Linked DNA regions of Sus scrofa: region 1 is linked to region 2. A link is a contact called in public HiChIP or PLAC-seq data. All regions are on one chromosome and are shown on one strand. Each heading gives the region's core, a stretch centred on a gene start, on an enhancer-like site or on the middle of the called end of the contact. The rest is flanking DNA. Distances are from core to core; before and after follow the strand shown.

Evidence for each region. HiChIP or PLAC-seq counts read pairs in DNA pulled down with a chosen protein or histone mark.
Region 1: an H3K27ac HiChIP or PLAC-seq map of skeletal muscle shows a contact between it and region 2. The contact joins two enhancer-like sites. A contact is called at or near these places in 8 of 47 Hi-C or Micro-C datasets (alveolar macrophages, embryonic fibroblasts, fetal heart ventricle and 3 more) and 2 of 2 datasets of contacts at active chromatin or transcription factors (alveolar macrophages and skeletal muscle).

Annotation. Positions count from the first base shown.
Region 1 is chr1:184,118,716-184,121,837 of Sscrofa11.1, forward strand. SAMD4A (protein Smaug homolog 1) reads left to right here. Exons shown (of 13, transcript XM_021102232.1): 10 at 2,472-2,673. Among named protein-coding and RNA genes, the nearest start is that of GCH1, 140 kb to the right of the region's middle. Within about 2 kb of position 1,491, at least 31 of the 83 cell types and tissues checked have an H3K27ac peak or open chromatin away from gene starts, as enhancers often do. A contact at or near this core is called in embryonic fibroblasts and skeletal muscle, where this site is marked.
Region 2 is chr1:184,028,202-184,031,558 of Sscrofa11.1, forward strand. All of the region lies in intron 2 of SAMD4A (protein Smaug homolog 1), which reads left to right. Among named protein-coding and RNA genes, the nearest start is that of SAMD4A, 110 kb to the left of the region's middle. Within about 2 kb of position 2,085, at least 27 of the 83 cell types and tissues checked have an H3K27ac peak or open chromatin away from gene starts, as enhancers often do. A contact at or near this core is called in embryonic fibroblasts and skeletal muscle, where this site is marked.

The DNA.
Region 1 (3,122 bases), core at 241-2,740, 90 kb after region 2:
CAGTGCTTGTGGATGTTCAACTGGAAGTTGCTAAAGCTCCAGAAAATAATTTGTTCTCATAAATATTACCTCTGGGATATTTTTATGCTATTAATTTACTTTGAAGACCTGCTTTTCCCATAATACAAAGGTAACTGCAGCCTGGGCCCTGCTTGAATTATCACAAATCCCAAATTAATTGGTTCTTATTAATGTTATTTTATCAGCCTTTTCATGCATTTCAAGGTAATGAAATCAGTTCGTTAGATTTAGGAAAGCAGAGAAAGACACAGATGGGCTGAGCAAGAGAAAGAAAAATGAAAACTTACTTTTGCCATTTTGTTCTCTCTCCAGAAAGAATGATTATTTCATTAAGTCCAGTGATCTTAAGTGACTTAGGCATTCACTCTGGTTACCAGCAGTGACAACCCTCAACAAGTCTGGCTTTGTAATAACCAACTAAAGGCAGCACAGTGGGGTCCCACCATCATTAGAAAGATGGCCTAACCAAATTCTCCCTCCATCCAGGTCATTCCCAAAACACTCTGGGCTCTACCATCAGCTCCATGAGTCCTAACGTTAGGAGTCTACCTTTCTCCCATGGCTAAGTGTCCCATAGCAGAGTCCCCTGCCCATGTTATATTGCTTAGGAAAACTGTCTTGCCTTCCTGGAAGCACAGATCACTTTAGCATCACTCCTTGACTGCTCTGTTTTTGCATATGAAATAACTTTTAAAAATCCAACCAAAAAGGAAAATGAGCCAAAAAGCTATCTGCACTAAATAAGGAAAAATCTTAGCAGAATACTGAATCATCTACCAGGTGACCAAAATTCTGAGTCCAAAAATTAAACAAGTTTTCATAGTTAAAAAATAAAATAAAATAAAAAACACCACGTGATCCTTGTCTCCACCTGTCACCTTGTCCATACTCCAAAGGAGGACTCTCCCATTACGTGAAATTACTCCTATTCCTCTTGCCTCAAATTTCTTCTTTCAAACCAAACATTTTAAACCTTAGCAAAAGAAGGAGGGAAGAGAAGGGAAAAGTGAGAGGAAGGATAAGATAAACAGAGAGACCCAGACCCTGGGAGTCGATGAGCCTCTGACCAGAACTGGGAACCCCTTGGCTACAAAAGCCTGGAAAGAAGTGGAAAAACACAAGCCCAACAATCAGTTGCCACCAGTTCACTGTGGAATTCTCTTCCCCGCCCCCCACTTCCTTGGAAATGTAGGAATTCTGGGGAGGAAAGAAACATTTTCTGAGATAACTGTACTGATGATGCTCCGCCCCCTCCCCTCTCCACCGCCTCCCCCCACCCCCCGCCACGCAAAACTCTCTTTTTCCCGGGAAATAACTGTTTGGCAGCAGCCCCCTCCCCACCTTCTGGTTAAACTACGTCAGCCCTGTCTCCCAGAGTCTCCACACAGGCTTGGTGCATACCTCCCCTGTGTGACTTGCCCCTGTGCAAGGCAAGTCTGTTCCATCTTGTGGCCATTGGAGGTAAAGCATTTCGATTTAAAAAGCAGTGAATGACTAAAGCTGACTCTTCTTGGAAAGAATGTGCTGGTTCCTGAAACCCTGCTGGCTGCCGTGCTCCCTCCCTGCTGCAGGGGAAGAGTTCTTCGGCGCTGAGGTCATCAGACCAATGGGAGCAGAGTGTCCAAGCCTGATGCCAGGGGTCCCCGGCCACCTCCCTGCGCAGACCCAGGCGAAGCGTGTAACCAGGGTCTTCATGCAGGAAGGGCCTGAGACACCGGGAACGGTCACTGTCCTGGGCCCAAAACGCTTGCCAACATCATCATCTTCATCCTCATATCCCTCGTCTTAGCCTGGCAGTCTGAGCCCCCAATGTGGGGTCTGCTCCTCTATTCGGAGAGGCAATCATGACGGCAGAGACCGAGTCATTCATTCATTCAACCTGCATGTACTGCCAGCAGCCTATCCAAGCATGGGCCCCTCGGGATTGATGAGGACAGATGCCGTCTTTTTTCTTGGGGAGCTTATGCTCAAAGGCCACTTCCTGCAAGTCGGCTGCCCACCCAGACCTGAGAAACAGACTTTGGTCTGATGGAAGGGGCACTGGTGCTGGCGCTGCGCTTTCTTGCTGTGTGGCCTCAGGCTGGGCCCGTGAGGGCTCAGGGCATGTGACACAGCGGAAGAAGGAGATCCCACTGGTGAAACTGGGCTCATATTCCAGCACTGCACCCTAATGGCTGTGTGACCTCTGGAAATTATTAAGCTCTCTGTTTTACTTCAGCTGTAAAAGGGATAGAATGCCTGCTTCCTCGGGTTGTCAGGAGGATTGCAGAATCACCGTAGAGTCCCAGTGCTATTAGTGCTCAGATTAAGCTGTCATTTCAGTCATAGAGCCCTGACCCCCATAGTCCTCATAACTATCAAAATGTGAGCCCACCCCAAGGAGGCACCTAGGGGCTGGGAAGGGCTGAGGATGACTGATGGCCTTGGTTCTTCTCTGCTTGATTTCACAGTCGTGGCTTTGGACAGTCCAACTCACTCCCGACGGCCGGCTCTGTGGGCAGTGGCATGGGCAGACGGAACCCACGCCAGTACCAGATCCCTGCCCGGAATGTCCCTTCCGCCCGCCTTGGCCTCTTGGGCACCAGTGGCTTCGTCAGCTCCACGCAGCGCAACACCGCAGCCAACCCCACCATCATGAAACAAGGAAGACAGGTCTGCTCCTCCCCGGGGAAGAGGGTGGGCCAGCCAGGCTCAGGACATCTCAGCAGATAATGACCCCAAGGCGAGGGGAGTGGCCTGGGGGTGGGACCCTCCACCGAGGACAGTTGTCCCTGTGCCTCAGAGGCTCTTTGCACCATTTCACTGGGGATAAAGCAAGGCCGTGGTGGCACCTGGCTTCCCAGGGATTTCTTTAGGATGCTCTATGACCACCTTAACGGTGGGGGTCCTGCACATGGAGCCTGTAGGAAGAAATGCAAGACCTACGGCTTCTTTCTTTTCTAATCAATTTTTGTTGAAGTATAGTTGATTTACAGTGTTCTGTTAGTTTCAGATGTACAGCAACGTGATTCAGTGTTATATATTCTCTTTCAGATTCTTTTCCCATATAGGTTATTACAAAGTATTGGGTAGAGTTCCCTGTACTACACAGTAGGTCCCTG
Region 2 (3,357 bases), core at 835-3,334:
GAATAAGGTGGTATCCATGGTAACCAAGGGGACACACACCATATGTGGCTCCCCAAGTCTCATCCAAGCCCCTCCCAGTGCATAGCCCACTGAGGGCTCATCTTGTGAATCTCTCCGATGTTTCCCAGCTCCTGGTAACCCTGTTGCTATTAATGCTGCCCGATCCTCCCTTGTATTGAAGCATTTACTTGTGTTCCAAAATGTATTGAAGATGCAGTTGCTTAGCACACAGTCAAGTTTCCATGATATTCTGCTCTAGGTCTGTACTCAATGGCTGCATTCTTCAAAAGATAAAAAAGATAATGCAATGGAGAATAAACACGTGCCAAATTAAAGCATAAGAGGAAATAAACGAAGAGCAAGCTCACACTCTACTGACAGGATAGGCCAGCCCTGTATTTCAGGTGTTCAGTGACTTCTGTTCAAGCAGTGCTCCCTGTGTGTAGGCCTGTTGGAAGGGAAGGGAATGAATGAACAAGGAAAAAAACCACTTTCAGCATCACTGGCTCCCTGGATCACCAACCGTGTGTTCTTGGCAGCCAGCATATTGTTTCCTTCAGTCATCACTAGTCACTGTGCAGTGCTGTTGGAGGTGGGCTCTCCCAGGGGAAGCCGTGTGCCTGAGCAAGCACCTGCCTGGTTCTCCAGGGACAGAAATGTGGGTGATGCTCTGGCCTTCACAGGCTTGGGCTCTGGAACACTAAGGGTGGGCTGTCATCTCTCGGAATCTGGGAGCCCTCTCCTTCCTAGGTACCCCTGATGGGGCTGGAGTAGCAGGCAGAAGGCATCTGATCCTAGAAGACTGCGGGGTTGGCCTAAAACCCAAGCACCAGTGGTTGTGAGGGAGAACAGAGTGCGAGGCACAGAACCGAGCTGGGGTTCACGCAGACTTGGGGAAACCCCCATTTCTGTCTAGGAAGACCCCAGGGGGATGCTGGCAATGCCTGAGCCCAACACAGTCACATCTGGTTCCCAACTTCTTTACTAAAAGGACTCGTTCTGAGAGAGGTTGAGGAGTGCTGGCGGGAGGCTGAGCGTGACATTGGGAATCCAGAGTGACCTTTTCTCCATCAGCCTTAAAAACTCCCATAGCTTCCACAGAGAATTGCTTCTCAGCTGGATTTATTTCTACATCAGAATCTGCCACACAACGCTCTCCTCCTCTTCCCAACAGAGCTCCGAAAACACTCATCTATCTGCAGAGTTTTAATCTGAAAATTCAGATTACTTCCTGCAGATTGCCTGTTTCATGAATCAGGAGGCACGGGAGTCTTTTTGAAAGGATTGTTTAAATGATCATTTGAGCCAAAAAGAAATCACCTTTTTATTCATCAACACAAAGACTTTTCCCTGCCACCTGATTGAAGTCGAATCGTTCCACACAGGGGGAAGGGAGCTATGTCTCCAGGTACATCCAATGGGCACAATCTTTTTAGGAAGTGGGGATATATGAGGTCTTCTCATGGAAGCCCTGAGCCCACTAGAATGACAGGGCAGGGATTTTTCAAATCCTGTCATTTGAAACTCCAAGCAAGTTATTGGCATAGAAAGCAGAGTTTTCCAGAGTCATCCCATCATTGGCTTAGGTTTTAATAGAAAATCAGGAGTCCAGAAAAGTTGGAAGGTAGAGACTTTCAGGCCTGGTTTTAATTTAGATGTGGTTATTCTAACTAGTCAGAGAAGCACCCTCCCCCCAGTACCCCATCCGAGGCATAAATTACTCACCCATTAAAAGACAAATTAACTTCTTTTAAGGGTGCCACCTTAAGGGTCATTAATTTAGTAAATTAACTGACATTCCTAGAAAAGATCCATGGCTTGTGCCAGTAAATATTTACCCAGCTAGTGACACTCCAAATGGCACCCCCAAAATCCCTGGTTTACTTCCAAAGGGTGAGCAGTTTACTTTCAGGAAATGGATTACTCACTTGTGGAATCAGACCAACACACAGGCTGCTCAGTTTCAACATACTTTAAAATGCAAAAGGGAACTTTCCAACCTTTTCCAGATGGTCCAAGAGAGAGGGATGAGGGCTTTGAACCCAGCAAGGCTGGTCCAACCAGGGTGGCTGAACCCCGTGATGCTGGCCCCAGGCTGCTGGTGGGTGGCTGATAGGAGGCATCCCCACGGGCCTGGAGAGAGATGCTCCCTGTGCTTGCCCCGTTTCCATGTGCCAAACACCCATAAGAAACGGGGGAAATCTGTGGAAAGGCCAGAGTGTGCTCAGCTGAGATGCTGCCCCTACCCCCGCCCCCATCCCCGCCCCTCCACCAATGGCCTCTGCTGGTTTCACTTCTCAGCCACAGCTGCCCACAGCTGTCTGGGAAATGAATCCAGGCCTGAGGAAACAGCCTCTGGGTGGTGATGTGCGCAGGGTCAGGGGGACATGGCATGTTTTTTGAACGTGGACCTTTGTGCTCTGGCGGCCAAAGCAGGCAGTCAGGGGGCCCATTCTGTGTGCCTTTTGACTGGGGGTTAGGCTGGTGCCTCTGAGGGAGACACTGGGGTAGAGGTGGCTCAGCACAGTCTCCTGTTCACCTCTGGTACCAGGTTTACGAAAAGATGCTGAGGGCACCCACAGGAGGGTGGCCCAGAGGCCGTGGGGTCTAGAAACCATATTATCTAAAGATCGTTTGAAGGAACTGGGGATCTTTAGCCTGAAAAAGAAAATGTTGGGGATGCCTGTCTTGTGAAAGGAAAAGTCGATTTATTCATTTTTGATAGCTGTTCATTGTAATAAAATAGACAGTACATAAAATGTGCCATCTTAAAAATTATGTGTGCAGTTCTACTACATAAATTATATTTACAATGTTGTGCTACCATCACACTCTCCATTTACAGAACTTCTTCAGCATCCCAAACAGAAACTCTTTACACATTAAACAATAACATCTCCCTCCCTTGAACTCCTGGTAACAACTATTCTGCTTTCTATCTCTATGAATTTGCCTAGTCTAGGTACCACATATAAGTGGCATCATACAATATTTGTCTTTTGTATCAGGCTGCTTTCACTTGGCATGTTTTCAGGATTCATCCATGTTGTAGCATGTGTCGGAATTTAACTCCTTTTAAAAGCTAAATGATATTCCTCTGGATGGATGTGCTCCATCTCTGTTGATGGATCTGGGGGTTGCTTTTGGTTATTGTGAATAATGCTGCTATGAACGTGCGTGTACAGGTACCTGTAGAGTTAGTCTTAGTAGTTTCAGAAAAAAATGACCTTTGTTGAATGGGAAGACGTTGCAGAGAGGCGGATTATGGCTTCAGGAATTTCAGCTCTCTTTGATGGCGGAAGTGGGCTCCCCGTGGCTAGAGGGTAGCTCAGCCCAGAAGACCATCAGGGAGGAATC